Linked DNA regions of Mus musculus: region 2 is linked to region 1. Evidence: chromatin contacts called from public HiChIP or PLAC-seq data. All regions are on one chromosome and are shown on one strand. Each heading gives the region's core, a stretch centred on a gene start, on an enhancer-like site or on the middle of the called end of the contact. The rest is flanking DNA. Distances are from core to core; before and after follow the strand shown. Region 1 overlaps Atxn1 (ataxin 1). Region 2 has its middle 13 kb from the start of Stmnd1.

Region 1 (7,341 bases), core at 3,099-5,598:
AAACAGGTCCTGGTAAATGGTCTTTGCCGAAATATGACATTGGTTGACCAGATGTCCGGATTGTTGAATGATGTGATTGGATGGATGCATTTACCATATCCTTTTTTTCTGGGTTGTTCTCATGCCAGGTATTTCTAACCTCTCTGCGAAAGAAAGAAAGACACCACCAGAACCTGGGCATCCCAGCTGCTGAGGGAAGTTTCCATGGTGAAGTCTCAGGGAGGCTTCCTGGGAGCAGAGCATAGTGAATGCTGTAAGTGAACAACTGTCTGTGGACTTGCCTTGTAAAGATGGGTGAGCCCAGTGGGAGGGGCTGCTAGTGTGAGCCCTGGGTGTTGCCCAATGTGAGGGGCTATCAGTGTGAGCCCTGGATGATCACTCGTTTGTTTTGTTTTGTTTCGTTTCGTTTTGTTTTGTTTTTATTAACTACACACTTGCCTTTCCCCTAGCTGCTGTGGAGCAGAGCTGATGGTCTGCTTGTACACCAAAAGTGAATTACAGGGTTCTATGCTCTTGCAATTGGCATAGTCGGTGGTATCAAATGTATAGGGCAATATTGGCCACATTCCTCTAGCATGATGAATGAGATGAGGATTAAAGGCCTGGATTTCCATGCGTAACTAATATTATTATATGTCTTGGGTTTCTTTCACTTAACCAGAATGTTTGTTGTTGGTTTCTTATTTTTTTTTTCTTTTGCTACTGTTGCTGTTGTTGATTTGGTTTCGGGTTTTTGTTGTTGTTGCTTGGTTGATTAATTTGGTTTTTGTTTCTGTTGTTTTGGTTTTGGGTTTTGTTTGTTTGCTTGTTTTTAACCTTTAAAATGTCAGGCCTGTATGGAAGAATGGTTATTTAGGGTTTTTCTCTGTTTTAGAATTGGCTAATTTACTGGCTTTTATCAGGGTGATTGTCTGCGATGTTGGGATTAGTAAACCGTGCTTCATGTCAGCTGAAGACACTTGACAAGTTTCAGGGTCTGGTAGTTGATAAAGTGGCCCACTCTGAGCTTCGAGGAGCTTATTTGCTGTGAAATTTGAAATGGGTTTGCCTAGATCTGCTGTTTGAATGTGACTGTCACACACACACACACACACACACACACACACACACACACACACACCACACACACCCCATACACACACCACAAAATCTAGGAGAGTGTTGACCAGGAAAGAATATAACCACAGGAAAGTCCTGGATAGCCAGTTGATACTGCTGGGGGAAAAAAGTAATAATATCTTCGCCTTTCAGAACATAAAGAGCCAACTTCAATTAGAATCTGGGTGTGTGGTATACATGTAACTGGACATTTTATAACATATATATTATAAATGTTGAACTTTCTAGGTCTTTTTTAAAAATCATACTTACTGCCTGTCTGTGTTGGGGGAGAGGTTGAATGTCGGGGTCAGAGAATAGCTTGTTATTAGGTTCTTATTCACTGAAGTTTAAGTGGTCAGGCTTGGTAGCCTGTGCCCTTCCTTACCCACTGAATTTCTTGGTGACTCAATCACAGTTACTTTTCAGTCTTTTATCACTTACTCTTTATGATTGCCTAAAAGATTTCATAAAATTGAGATAGATACATCAAATATCCGAGAGAAAAAGGGTATTAATGTCAAAAGAATTCTCAAAACCATCTTGTGATATATATTAAAATATTTATCCCTATTTCGTAGTGGTTTAATAGTGTTGCCAAAATTAACTCGTTCAGTTTAAAACTTCCTGGAACCGGAGAGACGGCTCAGAGGTTGAGGGCACATGCTACTCTTCCAGAGGCCCAGAGTTCAGTTCCCAGCACCCACATCAGAGTAACACACTACTCTATGTGACTACAGCCCAAGGAGATTCAGTGCCCTCTACTGGCCTCCATGAGCAACTGCAGCTATGGAACACACTTGAATTTAAATGCAATACTTTGCTGCCCCTCATTGTAGCTGATGGAAGGCGCTGCTGTTTTAGCATGTTTTCACTGGTGGGTGTGCTCCCGTGGATTCTATAAGTTTGTGACTTGCCCTGGAACCCATGGCCATGTCCTTTATTCTTAGTCATACTGTTAAGGTCAAATATATCGATGACCCCAGGCAGTTCACCACCCCCATCACCACCAAAGAAAGTGTTATTTTATAAATCTGTGGGTTGCTGTACGCCTCCTAATCAATAAGCAACGGACATGTTGGTTTAGGGCTGCAGCATGGGGGGAGAATTGTATACGTTATTTTCTCATAAAAGTTTTCGTCACGCTCACGGACAACTCTGGGGCCCTGTTGGGTTTAAGTTTTAGGATGTTTCACCGCAAACACTGCTGGGCAGGTCACTTGCTGGCATCATGATGTTTTCTAAGTTGCTGTTTTCCTGGGAAGCATGAGTCTTACAGAAAGTCACTCTCAGACCTAACTTCCGTTTAAATGAGAGGAGTTACTTTGGTCCAGGCCAGCTTTGTGACTGTTATGGTGGGTTTGCCTTTTACACTGTTGCAATTAAGGGCTTATATCAGACCTCAGATATAAAAGTTCTCTAAGGTCCTGAAGAGTAAAATTGGAGATACCACACGGTCAACTCTAAGGCACTTGAAGAATCTCTCTGTAAACAGAGTGAGCAGAGAAGAAGAAAATGTGAAACTCCAGTGACCTCCTCAGGCATGCTTCGAGGACTTTCTTTTCACTGCTTGAATTGCTTGAACCTTGCCCCACCCTTCTAACCCTCCGTTTCTATTTTCAGCTTGGTCCTCATGCCCTGAGAGCCTTGAGGCCGGTGCCTCAGAAGGGTGTGACAAACAGGGATCGCCAAGGAATGTGTATTTGCACGCAGACGGGTATGAGTGTGGGTGTTGTCAGGTGTGAGCAGTGATCACAGCATCTTCGGCCAAGCGGTCCAGCCTCATCAGCTCCTGCCGACAACGCCTCAGCCTGATTACTCAGGCCTGTCTCATTAGCAGCCGCTCCCTTCTGTCACACTCTTCCTAACAGTTGGCCTTTACCCACAGAGGTGTGTGTGTCTCCACCTGGCTCTCAGAGAGCTGAGAGGCTTCAAGCCTTGCACAGGAAGGGGAAGGCACTGAAAGCTGAAGGAGGAGGAGTCAGGAGACCTGAATTTTGTAGTCGATGTGGCAAGTGGCCATGTGACCTGGGTCTCAGCACACACACACACACACACACACACACACACACACACACACACGGTGACACATTTCAAGATGGACAACAAGAGAAATGGAAGTGAATGACCTCTGCAGTTGTAGCTTTTGTGTCGAGTGTCACGGAGACATTGCTCTGCCGTGGAGCAGATCAGCTCCTCCTTTTTCCTCATTAACTCCTTTAAAAACCAATGGTTTGCTACAACCTAGGTTTCCGGTGCTTTTGGCTTAATGCGCTGAGTGTAGCCTTCTGATGTAAAGATGGCTTAGCACAGCACTTCTCAACCTGTGGGTCCTGGCCCCCTTGGGGGGGGGTCAACCAACCCTTTCACGGGAGTCGCCTAAGACCATCAGAAAGCACAGATATTTACATTATGATTCATGACAGTAGCAAAATTACAGTTGTGAAGTATCAGTGAAAATAATGTTATGACTGGAGGTCACCACAACCTGAGGAACCACCTTAGTAAAGTTGAGAGCCACTGGCTTAGCAGCTAAAGGGGCTCACAACAATTCTAACGATATATATTCAGGCCCTCAGCCCCCACGTGATCGAAGGAGAGACCCAACTCCTTCAAATTGTCCTCTGATCTCCCTATACGTTGACATGGTGTGTGTATGCCCAGATATATTTGTCGACACGCAAACGTGAGTAAATCTAACAACCTTTAAGATGTCCTTATTTTTAATTGTACATATGTGTGCATACATGAGTGAGAGTACTCTCAGCGGCCAGAAGGGGGTATCAGGTTCCCCGCAGCAGGAATTACAGGCTAATAGAAGCTAGACAATGTGGGTGCTGACAGCTTAGCAAGCCCAAGCGGTCCTCCTGTCTCCGTGCCCTGCCACCGTTTTAAGGTCACATGTGTCTCATGGCCATGTTTGACTTTTTGTGTAAGTGTTGGAGAGTCACAGTCTTATCCACTGATCTCACTGCAGTGTAGGAGTAGATGCTAAATGTCTGTGATATGTGTGATATTGCTGTGGGTAGGGAAAGCATTTAAGGCCATCATATTATAGTGTAACTATTAGTGAGCCTGGGGGATTTTGGGGTACTTAAAAAGCAAAATTCCACCCCACGCCGTTCCTCCTCTTTTCCAACTGAGTGGTTTGTGGTTTCTTGTCTATGAGCAGCCTACACATGACTGTCTACAGATGGCGATCTTTTTATCTCGTATAGCCCCGTCATTTCATTGACATCTGCGTTCCCTTTTATTCCTGGCACGGAGCTGGGCCGGAAGTGCTGCATGACACGGGAAGTTAGCTAAGCACAAGGTCACGGGGAGCGTTCCCCCTCAGGCATACCACTTAGAGGAAAGAATTGATGGGTTACTTCAGATGAGGCCCAGCTTCTGCTCTGTGGTGTTTGGGAGGAGAGAAAGCTACCAGAAGCCAGTTTTGGAAGGCCACATCATACTTCCCTGCTTCTGAGGATGACAGGAATGAAGGTGTCCTAAAGCTTGGGTGTTTTTCCAGCCCTTTATCAGAATAACTGCTTAGAATACCATTTAGAGTGCACCTAGGAAGAAGCAGGCAAAACCAAACAGCACTCTGCCTGTTCAAACAGCACAGAGACAAGGGGTGTGAATTCTGGTCTAGGAGTAAGAAAACCGCACGTGCACATTCTTCTAAGAACACTCAAGTGGTTTCCTGATGTGTCTGTCAGGTCGGAGTTTTTAGGTTTGCATCTGCGATACCAATTTCTAGATCATACAAACATTCTGAAATAGGTAAGAGGGTCTGAGAGAGGACATTTTATTATCATCTGTGTGTGTGTGTGTGTGTGTGTGTGTGTGTGTGTGTGTACAGGGGGTTCCCTCCACATGTTTAGTCCTTGTTTGAAATTGCAGGTTGGCCTGTGGACCACAGGTGAGGAGGCTCTGTCCTTTTCCATGCAGGATTCTACAAGGATTTCCTGTCTTGCTCATTTGAATCTCTCCCCTCACCTCCTTCAAATCTCACTTATGGTAGCTTCATTCATTTCGGGCCGCTTCCCTTGTATGTTACCCGGAGAAGGAACCTCTTGGAGACCCGAGTATAGGCCATTCTCTCTGAGAGGAGTCTTAACTGTTGCTCTCTGAGTTGCTTGGCCAGGTCCAGCCATTGCAGGCACAGACGCTCTCCTCAGCTCCCTCCACCCCCCAGCAGTCTCACAGAAGGAAAGAGCTGTGCAAAGAAGAGTCTGTGAACTCCTGCCATATCTGTGTTGGGGGCAGGGGGGAGTGGGGATAGGAAGGGGTGGAGCCGCCTAACCGACCGTGACGATTTCTAACTGACCTTTAGAATACTATTTGTTAAAAGAAGGTTATGAATCAGGAGAAGTTCTCAGTCCAGCGTGCAGGACTGAGCCATCTCTGTTCACTGTGCTCGGGAGCTTATCTCAGAAGCGCTCCACTGGAGTTGGAGATGCCAAGGCACTCAGGTGTGCCAAGAGGGGTGCTGGGCAGAATTACTCAGAGCCGTATTTCTGGGAGCCTCTGCCTTAAACTTCCTAGCAAGGGAATAAGGTCAATCCATACTTGTGTGTGCCCCAAGAAGTGTGAAACACTGAAAGATAAAACTTGTATTAGCTGCTTTTGAGTCAGGCTACCTGAGATCTCAGAGCCAGACTTTTGTCACTAGAAGTTTGTGGGACCAGGGATCTAATGCTTTGCTGTATAGTAGATTATTGCTAAGAAGACTCTTAGATAGAAAGATCTGATTTATCTTCTTTCATCTGGGTGAATATATTACATGATTCGCTGAGAGCGGTTTGCAGAAGCACAGAACCCCTTTAGATGAGGCAGCAAACTGCATTCTTTGAAGCCTATTTTGAAGCAAGTTGGTCTTTCTTTGCAAGGTCTTTTTTATCTACTTGTGCTTATGTTCCTGAAACAATTGACCTCGCCAAAATTGAAATAGAAACAGGATGCCGTACAAGTAATGATCTTCGTTCACAGTCGTTTGAGGTTTTGTTACTGTTGTTGCTGTTGCTGTTGTTGTTTGCTTGTCTGTTGATACTGGGTCTCCCATAGCTCAGGTTGGCCTCAAGCTGTTATACAGCTAACGGTGATCTTGAACTCCTAATTCTCCCATATCTCCATGCCAAGTTCCGGAAGTCCGGGCAAGTGCCAACATGTTCAGCTTTTGAGAATTTGCCTTGGTAACTGAGGCAAAATCTTTGGAGCATACCCGTTAGGCCCTTAACCAACGTTTTCCTGTAAATTCTACTTCTTTCTCGAGCATATATACACAAGTTCCTGAGACTGTCTCCCTTCTGTTCTTGAGTGCCTGGCAGTTGAATGTATTTGCTGGTGATGCTGGCAGAATTGGCCAACAGACCCACAGCACGAGTCCCAGAGCTAGGGTATGCCACTACTTCAGTCAGGATGTCTGTCGTCTTCACCAACACTGGGACACATCCTTTTTATTGATCTTAAACCCTCTTGCTAAGATCATTTTTGGTTTCTGTTCATTTCTGATATTTTTCCCCCTTCTGGAACCTTTGTTGCTTGCACAGGAGTGATTTTTTTTTATATGCTATACATTCTTCATTCCTGGGGCTTTGTAAGCACTGTCAAACTCACTCCATAGAGCAAAGCACTGGCCACAAAGCTCCCTTCTCCATTATGACAGCCCTAGATTTCTAGTCTACTTTGCCTTTTCTTTCTTTTCCAAGGAATGGGACAGTAAGAATAGGGGCTGGGGGATGACGAGATGGCTCAGTAGGCAAGAGCACTGTCTGCTCTTCCAAAGGTACTGAGTTCAAATCCCAGCAACCATATGGTGGCTCACAACCACCTGTAATGAGATCTGATGCCCTCTTCTGGTGTGTCTGAAGACAGCTATAGTGTACTTTATGTATAAAACTAAATAAATCTTTAGGTTGTTTGTTTGTTTGTTTGTTTAAGGCCACCATTTCTTGTGCAAGCAGATTTTTCTCTTTAACCACCTCAGTGTTTCTACCTGCCTCTGGCTGTCTGTCACACTTGTACTTCTGAATAAATTTCCTCCCTGGACTCTCAGAACACTAATAAACAAAATCTATTAATGTCAGTGGGTTATTGCTTATCTGCTACTAGCACACATGATTTGGAATAGAGTCACTATCCTGGGCCTGAAGGGAGTCCCCTGTCCCCCTTTCATGCTCCTTTTGGGGGGTCAGAGCAGCCTTGGGGATCTCAGTGCTATCATTGGGGTTTGCCTTTCCTGTTCCTAGCTCTCCT
Region 2 (7,341 bases), core at 3,315-5,814, 570 kb before region 1:
CCCAAAAATACAAAGAAGGCTGGAGGGAGGTAAAATTCAGTTAGAAAATAAAATATTAGGGGCTGAGGAGATGGTACAGTGAGTAACAGGATCTGATTCAAATCTCCAGTCTGCATATGAAAGCTTAGTATGGCCACATGTATCCATAACCCCAGCATTGAGGACAGAAACTAGCTGATCCCAGGTGTTGGTTGGCTGGCCAGCCTAGCTAGAATGATGAACTTCAGATTCAACAAGAGAGACCATGTCTTACAAAGTAGGATAAAGACATCAGGTGTCTTTCTGGCTTCTGCATGCAGGCACCCATGAACACACATTCCCATAAGCACTATAAACATTATATACACAGTATATGCAGAACATAAAATGTTTTGAAGATTAAATGTCATGCATGTAGCTGGGCATGTAGACATTCCTCAGTAATTCCCCTAGATATAAAGGCAGGTGCATTTTTGTTGAGTTGAAAGTCAGCCTGGTGTAATAGCAAGTTCTAGGATAGCCGGAAATGCATAGCAAGACCTTGTCTTACCACCAAAACCAAACCAAACCTAACTGAAAAAAAAAGTGTATCTAAAAACAGAAGAGAGATGAAAAAGTAATCATTACAAAAAACTATTAGCAAAACACAGATGATAACACAAAAGTAAATTAAAATATATTTTTCATATATTAAAATGTGTTTTCATATATTAAAATCAGAGCCAGATGGAACATAAAAAGGTTCAAAAAACATATCATTCATTTGATTAATAAAAGAAAATACGCAAATACCTATGTGTAAATTTAATAGCTAGCCCATTGGTCGCTTTTCTGTTGTGATAAATACCATGCCCAAAAACCATGTTTGGAAGAAAGTTTCTGTTGGCTTAGAGCAACAAAGGATCAAGAGTTTATCATGGCAGGAGGCATGATGGCAAGTCACAGGTACAGACATAGAAGCAGGAAGCTCCTATCTGCAACCACAAACACAGTAGAGCGAGTGAACTGGAGTGGGGGCAAGGCAGTGACAAACTTCCCCTTGCAAGGCTGCACCCTTCCTTCCTCCAAACAGCACCACCAACTGGACACCAAGTGTCCAAACATCTGAGCCTACAGGGGCACCAGCACATTTGAATAATTTTGTTCTTGCCCTTTTCCTTGTGCCAGACCTTAGGGTCGGAGTTGCTGTTGCTCAATTGGATGAATTAAATGCAATGAGTTTAATTGGACCCTGAGGTAACAAGGGCCGGGTGGCAGCATTGAATCACCAGAGACAAGGTGATTGTAGCTATTATAATAGACAGTATAGACAAAACAATGTTTATAATGACCTAGCCCATAATGGTCAGCACTGGAGAGGTGAAATTTATAATGGCATGACTCATTCGGACCTTTGGTATCGGCTAACCAATTATGGTGTTTCCAGGCTCGAAATAAATAAGAAGCCTACTGCAATTCTGTTTGATCTGTATAAATCCAAAACTTCTCAAACAAATGAAAGAAAGACTATGTTGGATTGTGGCAAAAGGCAATCTTGGCCAGTGACTCAATTTCCAGACTTGAGCTAGTTTGCAGACCTAGAACCCCTTGAGTAAAGGGGTGGGCAGGTTCCCCTGAGGAAGGATCTTGATAAGATACCTAAATGTTTTGCTGTTAGCCTTTCTCAAATTCTTTCCCAGAGGGACCCACCGCCTTTTACAAGGGTAACTGTACACTGGGGGAAAGGAAATAATCAGGCTTTCTAGGGTCTGTTGGATACTGGCTCTGAATTGATGCTGATTCCAGGAGATCCTAGGAGATTCCAGGAGAAGGCATTTGCTAGATCAATAGTTGCATATCAGGTACCAGGAGATGTGTTAATAAGAAACATTGTGGCATTCCAGTTAAAGTAGGGGCTTATGGAGGCCAGGTGATTTATGGAGTTTTCGCTGATACTCCCAGTATGTCCAGTAGGTCCCCAAACACATCCTGTGATCATTTCCCCAGTTCCAGAATGTATAATTGGGATAGATATACTTAGAAATTGGCAAAATTCTCACATTGGTTTACTGACCTGTGGAGTGAAGGCTATTATGGTTGGAAAAGTTAAATCGAAGCCTTTTTTGAGTTGCTTCTGCCAAAGAAAATAGTGAATCAAAAACAGTATCGCATTCCTGGAGGAATTACGGAAATTACTGCCACCATCAAGGACTTGAAAAATGCAGGGTGGTGGTTCCCACCACATCTCCCTTTAACTCTCCTACCTGGCCAGTGCAGAAGACAGATGGATCATGGATAACAACAGCTGACTATCGAAAACTAAATCAGCTGCTGTAGCAGACATAAGTTTCCTTACTTGAGCAAATTAGCACATCTCCTGGTTCCTGGTATGAAGTTATTGATCTAGCAAATGCCTTCTTCTTAGTACCTGCCTATAAGGACTGCCAGAAGCAATTTGCTTTCAGTTGGCAAGGCCAGCAGTATATCTTTATAGTTTGCCTTAAGGATATATTAACTCTCCTGCCCTGTGCCATAACTTAGTTAGAAGGGATCTTGATAGTCTTATCTCTTCCACAAAATATCTCATTGGTGCACTATATTGATGACATTATGCTGATTGGACCAAATGAGCAGGAGGTAGCAACCACTTTGGACTCATTGGTAACACACATGCTTGTTGTGGATGGCCCTGGTGATGCCTGTATTTTGATGCTAATTCTGCTTTCCCAGGAGGGGTTGTCTGGAATGAGGAATGAGCCACCTACTCAGGCGACTTCTTGTGAACCTTCCCCCAATGAATAAGGGGCCAATCACTGGGCACGTAGGTGGAACTTCCGGGTTGGATGGAGGAAGAGAGTAAGCAGGAGAGAGTGAGGGGCTTTTTGATGGGAATAGCATAAGGACAAGATGGAGCTGCTAGTGTCTTCCAGTTTCTATGGTAGAACCGCCAGGATTTGCCACTGGAGGATTTAGATTTAATATGGCTTACAAAATTAGGATTCTAGTTGTTGTGCCCAGAGATTGAGTTACCATTGTTTCTGAACTAAGTTTGTGTGGCATTTCTCTTCATGCAGCAGTTTGACTGGGTTCCAGAGAGAAAGGTAGGGTGGCAACGCGTGGGTTTGCCAGATGTGCACCACAAAAGGCCGTGGGGGGGGGTTTAAAGCATGTGGCTGGTGTGGTAGCAACCTGCCAGTGGGAACTTAGTGACCTGGGTGGAGAGATTTTGGAGCTCCGAGTCATAGAGTCTCCATGAGATAAGAACAGGTCAGCCATTGTCTGCCAGAGCATAGGAAATATATATATATATATTTATTTCCTACAACATATGTGTATCAGAGGATGGAAGCTAAATCTAACCAAAATTCTTCCTCAGTGAAATTCTTAGGAGTTCAGTGGTGTGGGGCATGCAGATATATCCCTTCTAAGGTGAAAGATGAATTATTGCACCTGGCCCTTCAGACCAATAGGACAAGGAAAAGGCAAGGTTAAAAGTAAAATTACTCCAACTGTACAATTACCATATATCAAGATACCATGATAACTTCCCATAGCCTTTTCTCCTGGTGCATCATGGTCCAGAGAATTCAATCGCCCATCCTTGTGGAGTCATGGAAGAGGTGTTTTCTGTCCTTAAAAACAAATGACATTATATGCAACCTGGCTGTCAAGTCCTTGGACCTGGGGCACCAGACAGTGTGGGACAGGGAATCCCTGTGAAATGGACACCACCCGGGTGAGCCTCTACCCAAGTGTCTGCCCAGAGGAAGTCTCCAAGCTATAAAGACTGAATGGGGAATACACCTGAGTGGAGTCTAGGAATGGGCAAGGGACTCAGCTGAGAAGAGAGGCCAGGCAGGACAAGGATGGCTCGGATTTGTAAGAGCGCCAGAAGCTCAGGTTAGCCAGAGGAAGGGTTGTGGAGAGTTGCAGAGGCTGGAGTAGTGAAGACTCATTTACATTAGTGCAGGAGAGAGTTACCCAAAGCAGAGAGGGAAATTCCTAAAAAGAAGCAGAGAGGAGGGGGCATAGAGTTGTGGGTACCCATTCACACCAGTCAGACTGGAAGACAGATTTAGTAGTGGGAAAAAGTTAGCCTTTCCCTCTTTACTGCTTGATCTTACTTAACATGCTGTAAAAGGAAGGCCCAGCGTTGGCATGCTGCATAGCTGCAGAATGATTGCCTCGTATGCATGCATGCAAAATGCACCTAGTGCCAAATAAGAGAGAAAGAAGCAAGACCTGAAACCGAGCCCAAGCAATGAAATTGCACACCAAAAACTCAGTTCAGAAATTCTGGACCTGAAACAACCCTGTGACCCCAAAAGTAAAAACTGATTAAATCTGACATCTATCTGACGTCTTGCCAGGCAATGAAGCAGGAAAAGATGGAACCATAATTCTAGGAGACCAGTGGGACCTTTTCCAGGAATAGTATGCATGTTTGAATTCTAAACCAAGACACTAGCGTTTGTTCTAGTTTCCTTTCTGTTGCTGTGATGAACAACCACAGCAATTTAGAAAGGATTTTTCTGGCACTTCCTCCTTGTCATAGTCTATCACTGAGAGAAGTCCAGGCAGGAACTCAAGCAAGATCTTAAAGGGGAAGTCGTGGACAAACACTGATGGCTGGCTTGTCCTAAGACACATGCTTCATCTCTCCAGGAATGTCACTTCCCAAGTAGGCCGGGCCCTCCTACTATTATTATCAATTAATAATCAATTATAAGTAATCAGTCTTGTTGACCCCAGACATGTCTACAAGCCAATCAGATCTGGTTATTTTCAAAATCAAGACCTCCTTCTCAGGTGACTCTAGGCTGTGTGTCAAATGGACAGTTAAATGTCACCAGGACACATGTTTTATTATTATATCACGTACACTCATAGACTCATAGAATCAGAGAGAATGAATAGGAACATGAGAAATATCAAAAAGATCCGAATGGGCTTTTCTATTTTTTCTTTCTTTTTTCTTTTTCTTTTTTGTTTGTTTGTTTTAAAGACAGGGTTTCTCTGTATAGTCCTGACTGTCCTGGAACTCACTGTGTAGACCAGACTGGCTTCAAATTCACAGAGACCCACCAGCCTCTGTCTCTCAAGTGCTGGGATCAAAGGCATGTTCTACCACGGCCAAGGCCAAATGAACTTTTGAATCTGAAACTTTCATGTATGAGATTTAAAAAAAACAAACTGAATTCAATGGGATTAACAACCTATTAGATACTACTGAGGAAAATATGAGAGACCTAGAAGACATAGCAATGAAATTACTCCAAGTAAAACTTATGAAGGAAAAGATTAAAACCCCCAAAGGTTATCATGCACTGATGGATAACTTCACACACCCCAAATATATATATATATATATGTATGTATAACTGGAAAATACATTGAATGGCATAAAGTCATAGCACAAGACCAGGAAGGGAGAAATGAAAACATAATTGAAGTAAAGAAAAAAAGCATGGTAATATCTTTGGATAAGTTTCCAAAGATTAAAAAACCAATTTCCCCAAACAAACAAAAACAATGCCACAGCACCTTCCCCTCCCCCCTCAAAAAAAACCTACTCTTCCAAGTAACTGACAGGTTAGTTGTGTGTGGTATCTAGCTCATGTCTGCAGTCTCAGCTCTTGGAGGCTGAGGCAGGAGAATAGATGCCAGTTTGAGCTAGCCTGGGGCACATAATGAGTTCTAAGGCAGCCTGGGCTCCTTAATGAGACTTGTCATAGAAGCCTGAAGCCACTTGAACAACAACACTTCCTAAGGACATGTGGCAATGGTTGCCCGTGATTTCAGAAGTCTCGTAGTTGGCAGTAGTTAGTTCTGTGATCTCATACATAATTTTTCCTGTCTGAACATCTAAGCATGGACCTACCAGCTCCTGTTGGATTCTTTTCCAAAACCAAATAGCTATGCCAATTGTTTATTGAGACAGTGCCAGAGAAGGGACAACAATGTTTTCAGGTCTCCTTTAAGAAAAGGGTGCTGGTTGGGGCGGGGGAGACTCCCTTTCTAGCTTTACTCTGAGACAAGTGAAGGTGAGGACTCTCTCCCAGCCCTCTGTGGAAGCTGGAGTCCTTCTGGACTAACAGTGGCTTTTGGGATGCTGCTGCTGTGATTAAGTCACCAAGAGCCACTGGGGGGCGATATCACCGCACCGATACTGAGTGCTACTCTTGCTTTTACTGTGTCCAAAGCTCTGAGTAAACTTAGGTGGTGGGTGATCTGGTGCATCTGTCTATGCTACAATTAAGTCCTAATGCACTAATTATGTCTCCTCTCAAAGTAACAGTGATAATCAGTGGAAGCAGCCAATACAGCCCGGCAGACTTCTGAGCTGGGTGCATTTGCTCCCTTTTCTTGTTTCCCTTTTATAGAGGACTCTTTGGAAGAAAGTGGGAAATGCCTGGGCAGCAGGTGGAGATGCCTAAGAGGCAAGTTTATCAATATACTCGAGACCAGCCACAGGGTGATCTTCCCAGCATCTTTCTCAAAGAAACATGCCTGGAGTCAGACGTTTGGAGTCCTATTTCTAAGAGCTCTGACTATCCTTTAGCTCCTCCATGAGTCTGCTACATTTAATAGAGGCTTCTTAAGTTCCTAATATAGGCTTCAGGTACTGTGTCCTGCAGAGATAGCCGTAAGGATACAATGTAAGCAGTAAGGATACAATGTAAGCAGTAAGGATACAGAGTAGTCCCTGCTCCAAGGTACCAGAGTCTGGTGAGGATGAAGACAACAGATTAATGATCAAATCTCTAGTCTCAAATCCCACAGATGACGTGAGGAAGAGTCTAAGTGCCTGTGAGATGGTCTAGCACAGGAAGGGATGGTCAGAAACTGATATCTGAGGGACAGATGAAGGAGCAATGCTCTAGGTTGTCCCCAAGGAAACCTGGATTAACCAGAGAGACATGATGTCCTTTAATGACAGGGCACTCTCCAGATAATGTTAAGAGTTTGAGATCTTTTTTTTTTAATTTGGAAAATTAAATGTTGAGTGATCCATTCATATCTTTGCAAGGTCAGTCTGGCTTCTGTTTTTGGGAAAAATGTTTGGAAGGGAACTGGGGTCAAAGCAGCGGGAATAACGAAGAGACAGGGAGACAGTCTCATCATCAGGAGACATGTGACAAATGCTTCACAGAGAAGAGAGGACAAAACAGATCCCAGACACACAGTGAGCAAAGCAGGTGAGGCAGGAGCGAGGCGTCAAAGGTGACCCTTTAGCATCTGACGTGGGATGTGGTGGAAGGAGGTGACATTTACTGAACTGGGGAAGAGGGGATGATGAACAGAAGAAGACCGAGGGCTCAGTTTCAAACATGATCATTTTGGATGTCAGGAGACATTCGAGTGGGGGAGGTAAGGGGTTGA

The links. HiChIP or PLAC-seq counts read pairs in DNA pulled down with a chosen protein or histone mark.
Region 2: an H3K4me3 HiChIP or PLAC-seq map of bone marrow-derived macrophages shows a contact between it and region 1, with 7 times the contacts expected there. The contact joins two enhancer-like sites. A contact is called at or near these places in 3 of 15 datasets of contacts at CTCF or cohesin (large pre-B cells, pro-B cells and stem cell-derived epiblast-like cells), 6 of 484 Hi-C or Micro-C datasets (the P5424 cell line, Th1 cells, brown adipocytes and 3 more) and 2 of 115 datasets of contacts at active chromatin or transcription factors (astrocytes and bone marrow-derived macrophages).

The regions. Positions count from the first base shown.
Region 1 is chr13:45,690,733-45,698,073 of GRCm38.p6, reverse strand. Atxn1 (ataxin 1) reads left to right here. Exons shown (of 8, transcript NM_009124.6): 6 at 129-253. Among named protein-coding and RNA genes, the nearest start is that of Gm34582, 170 kb to the right of the region's middle. Within about 2 kb of position 4,348, at least 84 of the 459 cell types and tissues checked have an H3K27ac peak or open chromatin away from gene starts, as enhancers often do. A contact at or near this core is called in bone marrow-derived macrophages, where this site is marked.
Region 2 is chr13:46,256,789-46,264,129 of GRCm38.p6, reverse strand. No RefSeq gene overlaps it. Among named protein-coding and RNA genes, the nearest start is that of Stmnd1, 13 kb to the left of the region's middle. Within about 2 kb of position 4,564, at least 5 of the 459 cell types and tissues checked have an H3K27ac peak or open chromatin away from gene starts, as enhancers often do. A contact at or near this core is called in bone marrow-derived macrophages, where this site is marked.